4 separate regions of the Sus scrofa genome follow, and regions 1, 2 and 4 are each linked to region 3. A link is a contact called in public HiChIP or PLAC-seq data. All regions are on one chromosome and are shown on one strand. Each heading gives the region's core, a stretch centred on a gene start, on an enhancer-like site or on the middle of the called end of the contact. The rest is flanking DNA. Distances are from core to core; before and after follow the strand shown. Region 1 overlaps ARMC2 (armadillo repeat-containing protein 2). Region 2 overlaps ARMC2 (armadillo repeat-containing protein 2). Region 3 overlaps FOXO3 (forkhead box O3). Region 4 has its middle 4.3 kb from the start of ARMC2.

Region 1 (4,869 bases), core at 1,293-3,792, 410 kb before region 3:
AGTGCAGTGGAAATGAAACTGATTAGTACCCATGAGGATGTGGGTTCAAACCCTGGCCTCACTTACTGGGTTAAGTATCTGTGGCTGTGGTGTAGGCCAGCAGCTGTAGCTCTGATTTGACCCCTAGCCTGGGATCTACCATATGCTGTGGGGCCCTAAAAGGCAAAAAAAAAAAAAAAAAAAGGAAAGAAAAGAAACAAAATGAAATGTATAAGCAATGAATGGCTGTTTCTCTACCTCCTCTCCAACGCAGCCTATCATCAAACTTTTTAAGTTTTACTGAAGTATAGTTAATTTACAAGGGTGATACTTTCTGCTGTACAACAAAGTGATATGTTTAATTTTCCAATATGAAAGTCTTTATGTCATCAATTTATCAATCTGAAATTATTTTATGACTTCTGGGTTTTGTGGCATTCTTGGGCCTAACTCCATGAGTGTTTTTTTTTCTGGTACTATACTGTTGTTTTTTTTTGGGGGGGGGGGTTTCACTTACGTCTGATTTATCGTTTAGTAAAGTATGAGTTAGGACTGCAGTTTCACTTTTTCCTGACTGGCTCTCCAGTTGTATCAAGATCATTGTTTGTTTGTTTGTTTGTTTTAGCTTTTTAGGACCCCATCTGTGGCGTATGGAAATTCCCAGGAGCTGTAGCTGCTGGCCTACACCATGGCTTATGGCAGCGCTGGATCCTTAACCCACTGAGTGAGGCCAGAGCTTGAACCTACATCCTTATGGAAACTAGTTGGACTCATTAGTACTGAGCCATGACCGGAACTCCCAAGATCATTTATTTCATAATCCATTTCTCCCCCATTTGAAGCCACCTTTTATATACTAAAGCCATCAAAATGGTGTCTCTTAGGTATAAAATTAATAAAAGCCCATGAAATAGGTGTTTTGATAAAATGCATTTTAAATAAGATAGTAAAGTAAATGAAAAAAAAATTTTAAAGAAATTACTATTACATAAATAGTAATTTTTAGCCTCAAAGTTTATTTTGTTTGATAGGTATATAGTTGAATCAGAAATTCAGCAGTTAGGCTAGGAGTCATCATTTCATATAAACAGCTGCATTTATGCCAAAATGATGTTTTAAATAGCAGGAATGTGGGCTTTTTCCCTTACATTTGTTATAGGATAGACATATACATGGCCTAACCAGTGAATTTAGTGCCTCCCCTATGGTTATTAGACATTCTTGTCTTAGGTATAAGTGTAGAGTTATCAGAGTAAGAAATCACTGGCCTCTGATATAAGATTATTGGAAGCATATATAAAAATTTAGGCTTAGTTGGCAAATAGAGTGTACTTTGAATATGAATATTGAGTTCTCCTAATTAGGATTCTATTCCATTTTGTCCTGCCTGCTTAATTTTTTAAAATGTATTCTGCTCAAAAGGTTTTCATTTACTTGGACCAGATTTCTTGAATTGCTGCCACATGTCCTTCTCTCCCTCCCTCCCCCCCCCCCGCCCCCATCTTTTTCTTCTTTTAAAAGGAAAGCATCTGGTTATATCACAAAGAACTTTAGGAAGCAGTAGAGAGAGGGTGAAGTAATAGTTGTTTGTAATATATAAGCAAGGATTAATATTTGATTATTAAAGGTCGGGGGGTTGTTTGTTTCGAGACTAAATTGATAGAACATGGACCTGTAAAAAAAAAAATAAGTTGAATTATATTTTGGTTTTGTTTCTATAAGCACACTTACTGAGGGAAAAGATAGAAGCTTTAAGATTAGATTGTCAGTTTTTGTTAACCACACTACACTGTCACATAAAGTATAGAATTCTAGGTTCACTATGTCAAAAGGCAGAAAACCTTATTTTTTAATTAGTTGAGCTCCTCTAAAATATTAGCAAAGTTGATGAGATCCTATAAATTAAAAATTTAAGGAAAACTCAAAATTAATTTCTCATAGAAATTATGTCCTACGTACTTTTGTGGATTTAGAGAAGTTTAATTTTTCATAAAATTTCTGTTCTTTTGAAGTGTTATTATAGATGTAATAATAATTATACTTCTTTCACTTTAAGACATCTAGGTAGAGAATACTGTTTTTTCATTTCCTGACAAGATGAACAGGGATTGATATTTTGGTTGGTTGGGTTTTGGATGTACAAACACATTGGTCTTATTTTGTATCACTGACAATCCACAGAGTTGGCTGCTGTGTGCTGAACTTTCTGTTCTAGACTTTCTGCCAAGTACTTTATGCAAAACTCTGGTTTTAGTGAAACAGGTTTTATTGTTTTTAGTCAGAGTCATAAACTGTTGTCAGCTATGTGATGCAAACAGAGGAATTGGTATGTATATATGGCCCTGAAAACAAACCACCGAAACAAGCCTGTCTCTGTTCAACTGGCTGTTTTTCCCTTCCATTCCTGTAGCCTCAATTCATGTTGTTTACTGCTGGAGGCCTGAGATGGTGTAATTTTCTTTTCTAGGAACTTGGAATTAGAATTCCTCGACCACTAGGACACGGACCAAGTAGATTCATCCCAGAAAAGGAGGTATGTTGTTTGTAAAAGTACATAGTGAACTGTATGCTTTTAAGGAAGAGCTTTCATGACCCACTTCTTGGCATCTGAACAGCTGCTGGTCAACAATATGCAACAGAGCTGATCACAGTTAATCATCATGCTTTGGCAGTGAATCAGTGAGATTAGAAAGCTGTTATAGTCATGTTGATTTCTACTATTTTGTGATGCTTTTCTAACACCCAGATTTAATCGAGGAAAGGCAAGACTTGTTTTTGACCAGTGATGTGCCACCTGCTTATATTCAGATGTTGTTGAGGTGTGCCCATAAGCTGAGTTACTTGGTCTTGGCAAACTTGGTATCAGTGCTAGATTGGATCTTTAATACTAAATATGTAATGCTCCTATGCTTTGTTTTCACAAGAATTGTTTGCTGTTAGTTAATTTTGGTTCTCCTTAAATTAAGGGAGAGTAGGTGTTGTTTAAAGGAGAGGCATTAGTGTCTGTTTGCAGGCTCTGCAAGTTTGATCATCTAAATCTTGCTTCTTTATCTGGATTCTGGCCAAGCCTGCAAACAGCTTATCTAGATGACCTTTAATGTTTGACATTTGTTGTTTCTCCCCTACTACAAGATATGCGACTGTTTATTCTTCTGTCTTGCTACTAGTTGAGTTAAATTTGTAGAATTATAATCTTCCTTTTTTTCCCCTTTCCTGACCATACCTAGAGTTCATGGAAGTTCCTGGGCAGGGATTGAACCCAGGCCACAGCAGCAATCTGAGCTGCTGCAGTGATGCCAGATCCATAACCCACTAAGCCATAAGAGAACCCCTAACTTCTTTTTCTTAAGCTCATTTTATTTTTTTATGGCCACACCCATATAATATGGAAGATCCCTGGCCAGGGAATTGAATCTGAGCTGTATCTGAGAACTGCCTTGCAGTTGCAGCAACTCCAGATCCTTTAACCTACTGAACTGGGCTGGGTGTCCAACCCACACCTCCACAGAGACCTGAGCAGCTGCAGTCAGAGTCTTATCCCACTGTGCCAAAGTGGAAACTCCTCTTAAGCCAATTTTAATCTGCTTCTACAGTCCTCTGCTCTACCAGCTGAGTTATCAAAGAGCGCTAATCTGCCTCTAAATGACACTTAGAATGCAGTGCATGCATACTTTCTTTCTTCTAACACCAATTTACAATCTCTGTAACCATGGCTTTCCTCTCTTATACAGATTCTCCAAGTGGGGAGTGAAGACGCACAGATGCATACTTTATTTGCAGATTCTTTTGCTGCTTTGGGTCGTCTGGATAATATTACCTTAGTGATGGTTTTTCACCCACAATATTTAGAAAGTTTTTTAAAAACTCAACACTATCTACTGCAAATGGATGGCCCATTACCCCTGCATTATCGGCACTACATTGGAATAATGGTTTGTAAACATTCAGTGAAAATTTATTTCTGCCTGCTTTATTAATCTTTTAAAGAGATGGTTAATACTTAAAACAAAGGAATAAACACTTATATGCTAACTTCTAATTGGATTCCTGTTAGGTAGTATCTGTTTTTCCTCTTTCTAAATAAGTATGCTCTCACGTATAACAGAAAAGGAAATATATATTTATACTCCCTTGAGAACTCTTTTCTATTAAATAAGAGAAAAAGTAGATACTCATGTCGCAACAGAAGAAAGGGTGGGGAAAAAAACTGTAACTGCAATGTATACATCTAAGGATGACCTGACCCCCTTGCTGTACAGTGGGAAAATAATAATAAAAAAAAAAAAAATCATAGGCTTTGGAAAAAAAAAAAAAAAAAAGAAAAAGTAGAATACAAGATTATTTCACTATTATAAATAGTTGACTGACATAAGTAGAGGTATTTATGTTCAGTTTATAGGTAATATTCCATTGTTTTATGGTTGGCATCTTAATTGAAGTTTTCTTAATCCAAGGTTCTGACAGTAGGTATATAATAAAATTTTCTAAAGTTCAAATAGATATTTTGTTCTTGAGATATTTCTAAGATGCTTTCTATGGTGTATGTGAATTTTTACATGTTTTGTATGAAAACTTCATCTCTCTAGCATATGAAAAACTTGAAACCATACTAATCAAAAACTTAATTAGCTGTTTTACTTATTATAAAGAAAAAAGATTTGTAGTTGTTCAAGATTTTAATATTTATAGAGTAATTTTGTTTGTTTTTTTAAGGCTGCAGCAAGACATCAGTGCTCCTACTTAGTGAATCTCCATGTAAATGATTTCCTTCATGTTGGTGGTGACCCCAAGTGGCTTAATGGTTTAGAGAATGCTCCTCAAAAACTACAGAATTTAGGAGAACTTAACAAAGTGTTAGCCCATAGGCCTTGGCTTATTACCAAAGAACAC
Region 2 (5,307 bases), core at 2,532-5,031, 310 kb before region 3:
GAGATTTAGTCAAAGTTTTAGAGGCCTGACATCTGTTTTAATTGTTCACTGTTTACATGAACTGCCTTGCCACTCTGGGGAGTTCAAACTGGCATTTCCTTGGGCAGAGGAGGTGCTAATTTATATTTCAAGGGGCATTTTAGAAGTAGGCTTTCTTGCTGCATTTAGAGTATCATTTTACTCACTAAAAATCAGGTTGACATGTCATGTCGAATACATGCATTACTGGGTAGAGAACTTCATTTGTTTTTGAACACATTCACAGAAAAGGTAGTCAAACTGAAAATATCAGGGCAATGGGGAACATAGAAATAACTTCAGATATTTTTGATTTAAAACAAAAACTTTTTTTTACCCTTTTCTAACGCATGCAAAATCGGTACGATCCTTGTATTCCAAAAAGCATCTACTTCTACTTCTGTATCCTTTTCTTGCAACTCGGCTTGTGAGGCTGTAAAAGAGACCCAGAACAGGAGAAAGAGCTGTGAAAAAGGAGTTGTAACTGGACCACCCCCACGAGTCTTTGTTTTCCGTCCCTGAAATTAATAAATCCTAGAATTCCATTATAATTGGCACTCCCGCCCCCCAGCAAGCCCAACTAATTTAAATTAGAACTACATATCTTCTGATCAAATCAACACAAATTAAGCTCAGATAATGTAAAGAAATCACAACTTTAAACTCTGATTGGGACACTGCATAAAGTCTTAAGCTTTGTAAATGTTGAAATCACTGTCAGGGAGGCAAACAGTTTGGAGTTTGGGGGTTTTTGTTTTTTACTTAAATGTATCTCTCTGTAATGTAAGATAAACAGAAAACTATAGTTATGGCAAGTATGGATTTTGAAAATGTTCAGTGAAAATTTTTCTGAGAAGCAGGCCTGCAGGGACTTTCTTTCCTATAGAAAATAATGTCCACGTTATTGCGGGGTCTGTGCCGTTCGCGCCAGCGGTTCTGTGAAGAGCAATGGGAAGAGCCTGAGCTCTGGGCGCTGACAGATCTCAATTCAAATCCCAACTCCATACTGACGCACTGGGTGACGGGGGTCTGGTTTCTTATCCTTTCTGAGCCTCATCAGCAAGACAGAGATTAAAACATTTGCCTTCAGGGTTATGAGAATTCAAAGACATGTCACAGGCAAAGCTCGGGGCCCAGTGCCTAGCATCTAGTAACAATCAGTATGGATTTCACCTCCCTGATTAAAAAGCCCACAAACAGGTCTGCACTGTCTGAAGAGTATCGGGCTGCATAGAACCATCAGGAGGAGATGCCCAAGAACACAGGCGGTAAGAGACCAAAAGCTCCCACAGCCTGGGTACTCCAGATCCAGAGCCCTCTCTAATTTTGTCACAACACTCTGAGGAGGTTTCCACATTGTCACTATTTTCCATATGAAGAAAGTGGGCTCAGGGGTGTTAAGTTACCTGCCCAAGGTCACAGAGTGCCCAAGGTCACAGAGCGCACTTGACCTCTCGAGGGTTATTGTGCCCTGCAACAAAATGGCAAGCTAAAAGGTAACTTTGGGGAGAACTGTCAATCATATTAGAAACTCCAGATCATGATTATATTCCATGCAGGCAAGATCTCAAGATGGAAAATGCTGACAGTCTAGCTGGAGGGGGCACTGCTGTGCTGGGTGCTCAGAAGCAGGGCTGGAGACAAAATCCTCAGCCTTCCTTCTCAGAAGGCACCCCCCCTAGAGCCTTCACCTGGCACCCAGTCAATACGGACTCAAGGAGTCCTGGTAGCAATTGCCTGGTACCCTCAGTGGGTGCCTGGACCCTAAAAATGTCCCATGGAGAGTTACAAATCATATCAGCAATCTGAAGTTTCTGCGGAAAAAGAGGGTATAGTGAAAGGGTGCAGGCTGTATATATTTAGATTGTTTTAAGAAAAGGTAAGACAAGTAGACTAGGGAGGTGTGGTAAGAGCACTGGTTCTAGAGTCGCTGGCTGGGCTGGAGTCCTAGCTCTGCCACCGAGTGGCTGCCTTTGGGCAAGTTGCTTCACTTCTTGCCTGTAAAATGGGGATAACAATGAGAACCTTCAAGTATTGCAATTATGGGTTATTACCTTCTCTTGTGTGCTCCTGTATTTTCCAAATCCTCTCATGTACTTGTATTACTCCTGAAGAGAAAAAAACACACAGCACATACTAAATCACCCAAGCACATGGCAATGGATCACCCAGAGCAGCAGGACAGTCATCCCACCCAGGGCACAGGCCATCCCCGATGCACTCCATGCTGGAAATGGCCACCCCGATGCAATGGGTCTAGGCCTGCCTTTCCTCAAACCTTCCTGATACCACCAGGGGTTGATGCACACAGGGCAGGAAGAGCCCATGGACAGCAAAAGCAGAGAGAAAGGATGTCAACAAAGCCGGAATTAAACATCGTAGGTGCTGTCGACAGGGTTCATAGCAAGGTCGCACAGAATTTGTCTAATCCATGAGCAAGAAGTCACTATGACAGAGAGTTGAATTGTCTCTAGGACAAAGTCAGTCTGTACCAGTTCACTATCCCTTAGCCAAAGCCTTTGGGAATAGATGTGGCTGGGGATTCAGAAAAACCTGAATTTTAGTCAGGCAAGCTGGTGTCCACATTGCATGTTCCATGCTACCGCCAGCAGCGTCTTCTGGGACAGCGTCCTGCAGCAAAGTGTGTGGCTAGTCGTGCTAATGCAATAAAGGCTGTAATTGGCCTCCCAGCAGTACAGGTCAGGCATCGCCATTCAGTGAGTTTGAACATTATTTCAGCTTTCAGAGCTCTGGGGCTTGCAGAACCACTGATAGAGGACTGGAGACCACCACCTCCATCTCTTTGGATCATTACTTTTATGAGCCTGCCCTAATGTTGCTAAGTTACAGGTATGGATTCTAAAGGTGAGCATGACTAGTCAAGCAGTATAAAAAAACAGAGCTGCTGTATTTCCAGGTGTGGGGCATATTCAAATTCCAGAATATGGTGAGTAAAATCGACTTACATAAAGGCCAGGGGAAAGCCAGGAGATCATAAGTCAGATGAATATTTTAATCGACACATATTTATGACACACTTAAATATGTGAGAAATATGGACTTCAAGTCCAATTGGTCCAAATCAGCAGTTTTAACCTCTATGTAACAGGCTCTTTAGTAGGCGCGCTCTATGAGAAAACATGCTTATCAAACCATTTCTCAGGACAAACGCAATGGCTATCATGTGCACCTCAGGAAGAGCTGGATTACAGGGGTGAGCCAGAAATCACAGAGCAGTTTATTTAACCTTTGGAAAGGAAAGGCTCTCGCAGGCCCTCCTGCATGTTTCTAAGACTTGTTTCTTCTCGGAACAGAAGTCAGCCAGACCCTGTGGTGCAAGAGTTTGCTTTCAACCCTCTCCCAGGAACCGCTGTGCGAGCAGTGGTGGCCGGCTCCAGCCTTTCCCCTCACGCACCTCCTTCAACGCTGCTCGCCACAAAAAAATCCCATCTTCGACAAGAACCCGGCTTCTGCCCTAGAAACTGCAGCCCAGGGTCACATGGTTACTTTTTAAGATCCGCAGAAGATAAATAAATAAAGTTTGTCTCAGTCTTGGGCAACAACCTGATATTTTAGAAAGCACTTTCATCTAGGTTCACAGGTTGCTAAATATAAAAATTATGATTCAACAGGAAATTGGGTAAGTCGAGCAGAAATTTCAGCATGTTTTTGAAGATTTTTTTGCTGTCTCAGTGGTTATAGTTCTTAACCGCAGCTTTGAGTTCTGGACACAAAAACTTGACACAATCTTCATTGGCTGCTGTTTTTAGCTTAGACATGTAAAAGGCTTAGCAACAATGCTGACGTGGAAATCAGTCTGTCTAAGATTTTCCTGAGTGCTACAGAAATTCCCACTGGGCACAAAAGTTGTTGTATTGATAAGAAATTAGTCTTGAAGAGAAGAAAATATTTTTTGAACCAAATATTTGTTTGGTTTTGTAAAATTTCATGCACCTCAAAAAGGAATATAATGTATAAGGAATATAACCAAACACCTGTGTTACCCACAGTTTTGTCAAATATTAACTGTATTTTCATTTTTCTCCTTGTTTCAAAGAAATAAACATTATACTTATTACTAATACCCTCTGTGTACCTCCCCCATTCAGCCCCCTCCCCAAGGGTTACCAACACTCAAATTGAACGGTTATTTTTTTTAATCATGCTTGACTTTACATGTTTACCACATAGATCTGAATCCAGAAACAATACACACCATTGTTTTGGGGACTTAATTTTTTCACATAATGTTATATCTGTACTCATTTCATTCAATATTATAAGTGCACTCTAGTTCGTTTTTCTAACTGCTATATTTCATTGCATGAATACATCCCAAGCCCTCCTAGCCTGTAATTTATATTGTTATATAGCAAACAGTTTAAAGCCACAAAGGGCTGACTTCATATAATTAAAACAGTTTCAACTAATTGAGCAATGATTTTGACTCAAGTTTTGAACTTAAGAACTATGTGGAGGCCAGATTTTGCAATCTTTCAAATGCCTTTACACAATAATTTCTGTGCAGGCATTAAGATTGTAATCTCTATATGTTTGAGCCACTAAAGCCGGGTAATGGTAAGAGCGCTAAGGCTGTTGTGAAAATAATGAAAAATTACAAAAAATAAATGCTGATATGTGACCGAGTTGGACAAAGCTCCTGGCACTTTCAAAGAGTGAGCCAACATCAGATCCTTTAGTGCTATGAACTGGAGTTTGGCACTTGGCATCTGCCTCTACATGGATTGAATCATGAGCTGCTGCAGCTGCATGACCCTCAACACCCCTGAAAGGAGCTCAGGATGGAGATCAGGAGTAGGACGCTCTGTGCTCTGGGAAAACTGGCAGAACAGGTCTTCCGGTAGATATTTTCAGGAGAAGCTTTTATGAGTCCAATTCTTGCATCTCCTCCTATCTAGAAAAGCACTAAAATCCTTCACGGTGACATCTGCTCCTTGTGACCAGCAGTGACCTATAAAATGTGTGCTTGGCTGCATGTACCTCCCCCTTCACCAAAAGCATATATATACTGACATTTCCCCCCACCTCTTTGGAGTGGTATTTCAGAGCTCTTTGAAATGTGGCCTCCCCGGCTATAGCCCAGGTTTTGCTCCCAATAAACTAAACTCCCAACTTTTAAGTTTTCCTTTTTTTTTTTTTTTTTTTTTTTTTTGCTATTTTAGGGCTGTACCTGCAGCATATGGAGGTTCCTGGGCTAGGGGTCAAAACAGAGCTGTAGCTCCTGGCCTACACCACAGCCACACCAGATCTAGGCTGTGTCTGTGACCT
Region 3 (5,112 bases), core at 814-3,313:
TCAGATTTTGAGGTTTCATGCTGACTCCTGAGTTACTTTACCACCAAAAGGTTGGGACAGGATTGCCCCAAGAAGTCCTGTTTAGAAAAGAAAATACAACATACCACCTAAATTGGGTTCAACCTAATGGCTCCAACAGCGAAGACTCCTACTCTTTCCAAGGAAATAGTTTGGGAAATACTGTTGTAACAGTATTAAAGAACATCCCTTGGAGTTCCGCTGTGGCACAGTGGATTAACGATCCAGCTTGTCGCTGTGGAGGTGCTGGTTCAATCCCCAGCCCAGCCGCAGTGGGTTAATGATCTGGCGTGGCCACAGCAGTGGCAAAAATCAAAACTGTGGAGTAGGTTGCAGCACAGCTGGAATTCCATCCCTGGCCTGGGAACTTCCATCTGCCATCAGGGCAGGCAGAGAAAGAAAAAAAAAAAAATCCTTCATACTAACCCTTACCCTAACCCATGTGGTATTCAGCCTCAGGTAGGTGGTAGGCAATCCTGAATGTAAATGGATACCCTCAGTCCCCATTACAGGGTACAGAAAACAAAAAGAGAGGCCCTAAAAGAGCTCCCAGTGAGTCCCAGAGACACTTGGGCTGTGAATGAGAAACTCTAATGCCCTGGGGCAAAAGGAAATCTCTGTGCCCTCAGCCCCCATTCCCTACCCAGGTCCCAAACAGGTCTTTAAAATAGTCACAAAGGCAGGCAGGAGCTTCTTCTAAAGGAGAAGCCCAAAGTAAGAATGCAGCTTCCAGACCACCCTGCCTACCCCTAGGTGAGTGCTCTGAGCCCACCACCAACTTCTGGGCCTTAGTTTCTTCTACTGAATGAGGAGGCTACCCTAGAAGGAACTCTAATATTCTCTCCAGTCTCATAAAAGAGCAATAATGCCAAGACTAAAAAGAGAAAAGCTGCACATTTTTGGAACCATAAGAGATTTTGTAAACATGGCATCCAAAATTCTGACAGAAAAATCAACCTCAATTCTCCATTCATAATCCTTGGCCATTACAGTCTGTAAATAAGTATTTTTATTTTGTCTATCCACTGCCCCTTTCCTTTCCTCTAATTAAAGTATTACTCCTAAAAAAAAAAAAAAAAAAATAGGAGTTCCCATTGTGGCTCAGTGGTAACAATTCTGACCACTGAGGCATCCAAGAGGATGCAGGTTCGATCCCTGGCCTCACTCAGTGGGTCAGAGAGAGATCCGCTGTGGCTGTGGCTGTGGTGTAGGCTGGCAGCTGCAGCTCCAATTTGACCTGTAGCCTGGGAACTTCCATAGGCCGCAGGTGCAGCCCTAAAAAGCAAAAAAAAAAGGGGGGGATGGGGATTTAAATTAAATCCTGTTAATGAGTTACAGTCTTGACATTTAACTTTACATATCCATGTGCCTGTTTTTGTCTAAATACTAATGATTAAGGGTTTTTATTATGACATACTATGTACAGAAGATGGTCTCCTTTGATTAAGAATAAATCTCTAGAGGATGAAAATTTACCTTAGGAATAAAAATACATCACTTGATTTTGCAACAGTTTCATCCTAGGCAACATGCTTTTGTGTTTTGATTATTCGTGAAATTGCAAAGGATCACTTAAGCTTGACTAACGTTCAGTACAAAACAGTTGTTTTATATACTTGCAATTTGAAGGCTGTGTTTTAGAATCCACATTCACAACACAGTATAATCCAAAAGCCCCTTAACTTTCCTATAAGCATCTAAAGAAAGCACTGCTTTCCCAAATATCAGTCTCAGGACCCCGTGCTGCAGAGCCAGCCACCCTGCTGCAGCAAGATCGATTGGGCCTGACTCCTCCTCCTGCTCTGAAAGTTAACAGCCCTTAGAGCTGAGGGTCCCACGGGGCTAGACTGCTGTGGAGGGGGCCTGCGGGTCTGCTCTGGAATGGGGAAGCGGGTGTGTGGCCGGGAATAAAGCCTGCACTCGAAGAACAAAAGCCTGCCTCACGGATGGAGCGCTTTCCAAGACAGTCAGGAACAGCAGGGCCGAATGCTGGCAGGAGCTCGTGTAGGCGCGCGGCCCTTCTCGGTACTCGATGTCCCAAGCACCAGAGAGGAAGTAAACAAGGACCCGGCTTGGACAGGCGTCTGTGCAGCCCAGGGCAGCCAAGGCCCGGCCGGTCAAGACTCCTGACTCCCAGGCAGGGCACTGACGTCACACAGCTCCAGAATGTGGGTTGCCTGTGACCAGGAAAATTACACAGGCCAGTTTAAATGCAGCCTATATTCCTCGCCACCACCTAGATTTTCTTTTTTCAAAAACAGTAATCTTCTGGAGAAGTTCAGCAAAGCTGGGGCATGGCCAAGAGCTACACGTGGAATGGCCACAGAAATCCTATGCAGGTCCCATGCGTGATGCCACCCCCTTCTCCACCAAACGCATCTGCACCAAACTACCCCAGCCCCACCGGACCAAAGCCAGAGTTGGCTATTTTGCCTCAGCAAAGATCCTCGGGGATGTCCATTTTAAACTGCTCCTCTGCAGAACCTAAATTTACCCAATAAATGTTAAAGAACTAAGATACTGTCATGACTTTCCATCAAAAACTGTCAGCATTCCTTCAAGCTTTTCCATCTTCCAGTCACACTAGAGCAAACCACCTTTCTTGCCCTCCCCGAGTTGCCGAAAATAATCCCAGCAGAGCAGAAAGCATCCTGCGGAGGCTTTGCGTGCAAGGGCAAGGTGCCTTCGAGGGGAGCTGGTTTCTGTTTCTCCAGCCCAGACCAGCAGGATGCTGCATCTTCACTCACCACAAAGACAGTCTCAGTTTCTTCTTAGACTCTGCCTTTGGGGTGGAGGAAAGGGGGAGCCTGGGGGCAGGGCTATAAAGTAGCAGCAGTGCTGACCAGACGGAGGAAGGGAGAGCTGGGTCTGGATCTCTGCCCGCACATCTCATCTCATCCTGTATAACAAACGCATTCCTATAAAGTCGACGCCAACCGCGTTTCTGAAATGCGATTTTTAAAGAATGTAACACCTCATTAATTAAGTAAATTGTACAACAACCTCGGTTATGTCTTTTTTTATAAATCTTAAGTTTTCATTTAGTTCAGCTTTAAAAAATGCTATGCTATCCAGTCCATGCCAATGAATCAACACACTCACAACTGCAGAGATAAACGAACGGAATTTTTAAAAATAGACTGTTCAAAAAAGCAATTTACTTAAACAATTCACACCTATCACCTCTATCTTTGTTGAACTTATCAACTTAAAACTGATGAAATAAAACACATTCTTAAATGAGGTCACCAGCAATACAAATGGTTAGCAGATTGTCACGAGAACCTAAGAGCTTTTAACTCTGTTAAAGTGGCCTTAAAAAGTATCTTCACTCTTAAATGACCCTTACATTTAGGAGGCAGGGCCCTTTGGCCTTCTTGCAAATAGGGGGGTCACAAGACAGACCAGTGAAAAGTCAGAGCAGGAAGGAGGGGGAAGCCCTTCTCCAGCGTGTGTCCAAGTTAATGTCACTAGTTTGGAAACACTGGCCTGAGTCATCTCGAAGTGCAGGAATCCTTAAGTTTTCTATAAAAATATTTGTGCATCCTATGACTGACTTAATGCAACACAAGTGGGCAAAAAAGAAAGTCCCAGGTTCCAGACCGAATGTACCACCAGGCAAGTCAACTAAGTACAGATAACCTCAGAGAGAAATTAAACATTTCGTCAAGGATTTCTGATGACAATGCAAAAGTAGGAGAGTACATTGTACTTTAAACAATGCCTTGTCTGTTTGCAGGAACATGGACTGGCCTAAAATGGAGGGGAGAAGAAAACAGGGATAGGACCGAGCCCCAGTTTTCCCTTCAAAGGCAAACTGGGACGTGTGTGGGGTGAAGGGGGTGTGGGGGTGTGTATACCCATGTGTACATTTTCCTAGGAATCAGCATAATGCGTACCACTGGTGGGCACACAAAGGTCCCAGTGCAGCCTGACACCCCACTGCCATCAGCCCCCATATCTGATGTTTCCCCATAGAACCACCTTACTCCCTTGAGCAGCTTTGGGACCAACTCTGTTCAGAGAGAAGCAGTCTCAGGATCTCTTCATCTGTCCCCTGGTGGCTTATTCCAGCCCCGAGCAATTGTTCTAAGGAACAGGGGCCTCGGAAAGAGAAGGGGGAACCAGGAGGGAGAGTGGGCAGACTGGGTCTGCATTCACTCTGCCACTCAGGAGCCAAGGGAGCTGGGTCCAGCGGGTACACCAAACACCTGCTGAACCAGACCCAGCTCTAGGCTTCAGTTTCTTCAGCAGCTAAAAAAGAATTCGTCTTTACCTTCAGATTTAACATGAGGATGGGCTTAATAACCATGGACACACTATCCTCACTGACTCCCTGGCCCCTTCACTGAGGCCTGTGTCACGAAAACCCATCTGATCCCACATCCCCAAGTCTTGCTCTCAGCCAGACTCCAGCAATGCACTGAGTTGAACACCTACTGTTCCCTGGCCTTTGCCTTCTGCTGAGTCCCTGTGACTTCTTAGTAGACACAGTTCCTTGTACCAAGACTTCTGCCTCCTGCCCACCATCCCACCAGCCTCAGTTTCCTCCCCTGGACTGCTCTGAGAACTTTCCCAAAGAACCTGATCCATGCTGCTTTGTCTGTGAGTCCCAATCACTCCCTGAGTCTGGAGCCATACACACACACCCAGCCAAATTCCTGGTGTTTCAAGAAAAGGATTTCCAAGGCTAGAGAGAAAGACATAAATACACCAGCAAAGAAGGAACACTCCAACCAACGGACCAGCTCATTACCTTAGAGAACCAAGTTTCCAACAGGACACTGTCACCTATTAATCAGTGTTCTCTTTAGGACATTCTAAGGGAAAAATTTCTTGGTAACAGAAAAAGCCACGCTGTTTCTATTAAACCAATCTGTTTTTATTTAAAGGCACCTACAAATCTGGAAGCTGATTTTACATCCCTTTTCACTTCAGCTGCTGTGAAACTCAAAAGCCAAATTTGTGGCCTGACTTCAGCACCTGTCAAGTGCTGTATGTATTGTCCTGTGCCTTCAGGTTTCATCCTTTCACATGGCATATGTCTTTCTCAGTTGTCACCATGCTACAAGAGGAGCATAAACCCACTTAAAT
Region 4 (5,302 bases), core at 2,460-4,959, 260 kb before region 3:
ACTTTTGTTTACCAAAGGGACAATGTGGAGGAAGGAGGGATAAATTATGGGGTTGGGATTGATATATACACACTACTATGTATAGAATAAACAGATAACAGGGACCTGCTGTATAGGACAGGGAAATTTACTTAGTACTGTATGGTAACCTATATAGGAAAAGAATCTGAAAAGGAATGGATATATGTATATGTATAACTAGTTTACTTTGCTGTATACCTGAAATTAACACAACTTTGTAAGTCAACTGTATTCCCGTAAAGTTAAAAAAAAAACAACCCAAGTACCCAACAGGATTTTGATACAACATACAATAAATATTTGTTAGTTGATTGGATAATTTTAGGGCTTGAAACAAAGCATATGTATTCTTCAGGGTTAAAATCTTTTCCAGTGACTGAGTGGACTTAAATTATCATATCATTAAGTCCCTTTCACTGGCCACTGGATGCCATTGTGCAAAGAGACCTTTGTCTGTTTAATATAAAACCATACCTAGTATTTTGAGTTCACTACTTGTGAGATGTGATCCCAAAATGCAACTCTGTTTTTGTCTCTCACTGCCATTTAAAAATATATTCAGTGTTGGTTATCATCCTCTGCTTCTGGATGAAAAGTTGGATAGGGCTGTAGTTTCTTTTCATTTTAGATAACTGATAGTCCTCCAGTAACTACATCTCGACTACAGCTTTGTTCTAGAATTCTAATGTTGGGTACAAGGTGTAAACAAATGCCTCAAACTTAATTTGGAAGTAAAGCTCTGTCCCCTTCTTCCCTTCTCGGGCTTAAGGTCTGGAATTGACTTTCCCAACAGGGATGCAGTTGGCTTAGGGTCACTACTTCCCCATTTCCTAGAGTCTCCTTAAGACCCAACTTGGGTGGAAGTGGAGAATGGAGAAGCCAGAAGGTGGAGCACTTCCTCCTGGAGATAATGGCTTTGAGCTTGCTGTGCCTGACCTATGGTTAAAGCAACCCATGTGGGTCTTTCCCAGGTCCTTTGGAGTTTCCCATTAATGGGGACATCTCTCCCTGGGACTCTAGGTGGATGCAGTGCCATTCCACTAGTCACTTGCAACTCCTTCCCCTCCTCTAGAAATTCAGGGTTCATTTCAGCCCCTTTAGATGGGTCCCAGGATGACCCCACATTTGTCCAAGGAAAACCCCATACCGTCTCCTGCCCAAGTGACTCAGAGAGTGATGGCTCATGCAGCCCCCTCCATGCTGTCCCAGGATGGAGCTTTAGCTCTCCCTGGACCACCCTGGGACTTCCCAGGGTTTTCACAGACCCTGGGAAGCCCCTCTCACTGAGTTTGAGATGAGGGAGGTAGCACTTCCACATTCCTCTCCAAAGAAATTTTCTCATACATCCTCCCCCTCCACACTCTGACTCCTGATTTTCAGCCTCAGGCTGCACCTTTTAGGTCCAGGGAGTTTGTATGTTTCTTTGTAACTTCCCTTATGCAGACTGTGCCACACCTTCATTTTGGAGCTGACGATTCTACAATTACCATCTCCGTTGAAGCTTCACTTTAAAAACTTGCTGGATTAACTGTGGTCTTTGCACTCTAGGAGCTTGGGCTAAAATAGACCTCGTAAGCACAGTACTGGAACATGGAGCTAGCCGGCTCAGTCAGCCAGGAAATGTCTGCCAGGCAAGTCAGAACAATTGAAAAGAATGACAGGGGCAGAATTATAGGAAGCAATTATTGAAAAGCAATAAAGCTGCCCAGCTTACCTCACTGAAGGACACTATGTGGGAAAATACTGAGGATGTCATTGCAATGGCCTATTATACCGACCCGGCTGTTCCTCCATGGTTACCTGATGGTAATTTAACAGAATTTGACATAGTTAAATTTATAAGTGGAATTATTTTAGAGACAAAATTGTTGACATTTTTTATACCTTAGAAGATTAAAGAGGAAAAAATACTGTTTGTATCTGACATTTATGAAGCACTTTATAGTTTCCAAACTGCTTTCATTTAGAGCATTTCATTTTCATTGTTTTATTTGAGGTTTACATTTAAGCTTGAGAGGTAGCTGGTTTGGGGATTATCTCACTTTGAGAGTGGACAAAACTGAGATTCAGAGAGGGTCAGCAATCTGCCCATAGTCACACAACAAGTAAAGTGATCTGAGACCTGGTGTTTTTGATGTCCAGGTCCCGTGTGCCATTCACCATTGTACATGCACAAATGTAATTTTTCAGGCTGAGGCCTCTTATTCACAGCACTGAATAAGATATACTCTTAAGATATACTCTTAATTTTCTCCCCTCACTTACTCAAAGTATATCCTGTACAGATATACAGGGAGCAAGAGGAAGTTAAGCTTCTTCACGTTCACCTGAAAAACGTCGGTTGGGTTTTTGGGTTTTTAGTTAAGGTGAGAATTATATAGGTGGGAGCATGGTAGTTATATAATTTTACATACCATCTAAGACGCAAAAGTACAACAGAATGATGAACTAATAGCTACTTTTAACCACAAACAACCAGTAGGTTTTATAGTTTATATTAGTTTACATCGCACTTCATATTTAATATCTATAGCTTATCTTTATTTATACATTAGATATATTTTGGAAGAGCTACAAGTTAGATAAATACCTCTTTAATCCTCACAATTCCCTCAATGACTTTTATGACCATAACAGGGACGTGACTCACAGAGGAAAAAAAAAAAAAATGCTTCAGGCATGGAATGAAAATCACCAATTTAGAATTTTAATATTCACTTCAAGACACTTTCTGCTTTTGTCAGTATAGAATCTTAGTGCTTTAATTATATTTATCACATAATCCCTGTGAGGAGCTCATCAAATTGATAGCCTCTGTAGTCTTTGCATACAAATTTAAGGGTACAAATACATTAGAATGCAACTTGGTGAAAATTTACAATGCAATAAAAATTAACTAATTTCATGGAACTGGATAGACACAAGACTCTGGAACAGTCCTAAAATGTATTCCCTAAAAAAAAAAAATTGCATGACAAGTCTCTCTTTAATGGAGCTCAGCTGTTACCTGTGCACCCTCGGTGTTGCTTTGCTTTAAATGCTTGTCTTACCACAGCAACGACACCTCCCCGGCCATGTTCTTCTGCAGGAGGAATCAAGTGTTGCTGACAGTGCTAACAAGGAGGCTCCATTTAATTACCAGTTGATTACAAAGAGGATTTACTACCTAGTATTTCATTGGACGGGAGAGGGTTGTCGTTTTCAAGGACTGTGTCAGGAGTCTTAACTAGGAATTGCTTCATCTTAAACAACTGTGGAGGTACCTCTGATTCTGGCAGTGAAAAGCTGGAAGAAGGACCTCGGTTCTTGTCTTCTTTGAAAAAAGAATTCAGCAAAGAGACCAAGATTGTGAAAGAGATAAAAGTACTTATTAGAGGCAGAGTACGTGTGGAAGAAGTGAAGTGCCTGTGGAAGAGCACCCGGTCAAGCTAGGAGTGAGTTGCAGGCAACAGGGATAACTAAGGGTTGCTCAGATGGGGCAGTTTTTCTCAGTTATCTCCATATTTGGTCCTGGCGTGGGCACCCAGCACCCAGCCAAGATGGATTCCAGCTGGCGTCATCTCCCGCTCTTTGTCTTTCCCTTCGACTGAGAGCCTTCTCTGCGCATGCGTCAGGCTGGGACCTCCGCAAAAATGCACCCAATCAGGGACCAGGGCTCCGGGTGATGCCGCATCTTGAAGGGTCAGCCGGAGACCAGCTGCCGCTGCTCAGCCTGGGGCAACGAGTTGCAGCTGTGCAGCCCGGGGCCTGTCCATCTCCTACCGCATCTCCTGTAGAAGAGACCCTCAGAAAGTCCCTATTCGTCAGCCTCATCTGTCAGGCATTGCTAAGTGAGAGTCCCAATATCATTTGGAAGCTTTCTGCTGGGAATAACAGGATACCCCATCAAAAATAGCTTAAATAGCAAGGGCATTTATTATTTATTATCTATTAACAATATATCTCGAAGCGGGCTCTTTCAAAGGTTGGTCCTGCCGCTCAGGGATGGCATTGAGGAGTGGCATTCATGCCGCCCCCACGGTCATAAGATGTTGGTGGCAGCATGAAGCTGTGCGTTCTCACAGGTTGGGGGTCTCAGAGCAGGGAGGAGAGAAAGGCAGAGCCCCCTCTGTACACTCTTTACAGGGAGAAGGAAAAACCTCCTAGAAGTGTCTCGGCTGTGTTCGCCTTACATCTCCTTGGCCGGAACTGTGTCACATGTCCACCCAGCAGTCGCTGGCAGAGATGAAGTGGATTACTATTTTTATGACTGATTTAGACCAATCAGGTTTCACTCCCCAGGGTTTGCGGGAGGAGCTCATCTTCTCTGAGTACTTTGCTGCCACAGCCTGAACCAAACAGGAGTCTGTTCAGCTGGAAGAAGGGCCAACGGCTGGCTGTTAGGGAGATGCTGACAACGTGTGCCATGATGTCTGGGTGAACTAATGAAGAGTGTCTCCTGAGAAGCAAGAGGTTTTGAGTGTTGGTCATCCTGACTGGAATGAGAGAACCAAAGGCAAATGCCTGGGCAGGATGCTCTGGTGCTAAGTCCTGAAGTGAGGTCTCACTGCTGCCTGATCGCGAGGGCCATTAGAGTCACCCAGAGACTAGTTCTTGTTGTGGCTCAGCAGTAATGAACCCAGATGGTGTCCATGAGGACAGGGGGTCAATCCCTGGCTCCGTCAGTTAAGGATCTGGTGTTGCCATGAGCTGTGGTATAGGTCACAGATTCAGCTCAGATCTGGTGTTGCTGTGGCTCTGGTGCAGGCCAGCAGCTACAGCTCGGATTCAACCCCTAGCTTGGGAACTTCCATATGCCATGGGTGCAGCCCTAAAAAGACAGAAAAGAAGAGAGAGAGAGAGACAGACAGAGAGAGAGAGAGAGAGAAGAAAGAAAGAAAGGAAAGAAAGAATCACCCAGAAAGCTTTAAAAAGCATCTCTCTCCAGCACCCACCCCAATGCTGGTCTAGTTGCTGGAGGAGGGGAGCACAGGGGAAAGGGTTCGGCATTTTTCAGAGCTGTAACAGGCAAAAGCCAGCATGGAGAACCCCAGCCCAAATCCAGGTCAGAGCTCCCCTGTCTGAGGGCCTCAGCTAGGATCCAGCAGGAAGAAGAGATGTCACCAGAGTCCTGGGCTTCAGAGCAGAAGGAAAAGAGGACTCTGATGATGCATGACCCAGAGACAGGTCTCAGAGACTCAGGGTGCTATCTTTGATGCCCCCCTCCTGTTACCATGCCATTTGGGTCCCTTTTTATATCTGCTCTCCCCCTGGCCCCTCTGACCCCACTCCATTCTCCTCC

What was found. HiChIP or PLAC-seq counts read pairs in DNA pulled down with a chosen protein or histone mark.
Region 1: an H3K27ac HiChIP or PLAC-seq map of skeletal muscle shows a contact between it and region 3, with 2.5 times the contacts expected there. The contact joins two enhancer-like sites. A contact is called at or near these places in 1 of 47 Hi-C or Micro-C datasets (fibroblasts) and 1 of 2 datasets of contacts at active chromatin or transcription factors (skeletal muscle).
Region 2: a contact with region 3 is called in an H3K27ac HiChIP or PLAC-seq map of skeletal muscle. The contact joins two enhancer-like sites. A contact is called at or near these places in 1 of 47 Hi-C or Micro-C datasets (epiblast stem cells) and 1 of 2 datasets of contacts at active chromatin or transcription factors (skeletal muscle).
Region 4: a contact with region 3 is called in an H3K27ac HiChIP or PLAC-seq map of skeletal muscle. The contact joins two enhancer-like sites. A contact is called at or near these places in 2 of 2 datasets of contacts at active chromatin or transcription factors (alveolar macrophages and skeletal muscle).

Annotation. Positions count from the first base shown.
Region 1 is chr1:75,068,359-75,073,227 of Sscrofa11.1, reverse strand. All of the region lies in intron 18 of ARMC2 (armadillo repeat-containing protein 2), which reads right to left. SESN1 (sestrin-1) reads left to right here. Exons shown (of 10, transcript XM_021090855.1): 2 at 2,447-2,512; 3 at 3,711-3,911; 4 at 4,693-4,869. Among named protein-coding and RNA genes, the nearest start is that of SESN1, 100 kb to the left of the region's middle. Within about 2 kb of position 2,542, at least 20 of the 83 cell types and tissues checked have an H3K27ac peak or open chromatin away from gene starts, as enhancers often do. A contact at or near this core is called in skeletal muscle, where this site is marked.
Region 2 is chr1:74,964,220-74,969,526 of Sscrofa11.1, reverse strand. It overlaps ARMC2 (armadillo repeat-containing protein 2), which reads right to left. Exons shown (of 19, transcript XM_021090841.1): 7 at 2,073-2,126; 8 at 356-451. Among named protein-coding and RNA genes, the nearest start is that of ARMC2, 43 kb to the right of the region's middle. Within about 2 kb of position 3,781, at least 31 of the 83 cell types and tissues checked have an H3K27ac peak or open chromatin away from gene starts, as enhancers often do. A contact at or near this core is called in skeletal muscle, where this site is marked.
Region 3 is chr1:74,654,357-74,659,468 of Sscrofa11.1, reverse strand. All of the region lies in intron 1 of FOXO3 (forkhead box O3), which reads right to left. Among named protein-coding and RNA genes, the nearest start is that of FOXO3, 27 kb to the right of the region's middle. Within about 2 kb of position 2,063, at least 53 of the 83 cell types and tissues checked have an H3K27ac peak or open chromatin away from gene starts, as enhancers often do. A contact at or near this core is called in skeletal muscle, where this site is marked.
Region 4 is chr1:74,916,833-74,922,134 of Sscrofa11.1, reverse strand. No RefSeq gene overlaps it. Among named protein-coding and RNA genes, the nearest start is that of ARMC2, 4.3 kb to the left of the region's middle. Within about 2 kb of position 3,709, at least 13 of the 83 cell types and tissues checked have an H3K27ac peak or open chromatin away from gene starts, as enhancers often do. A contact at or near this core is called in skeletal muscle, where this site is marked.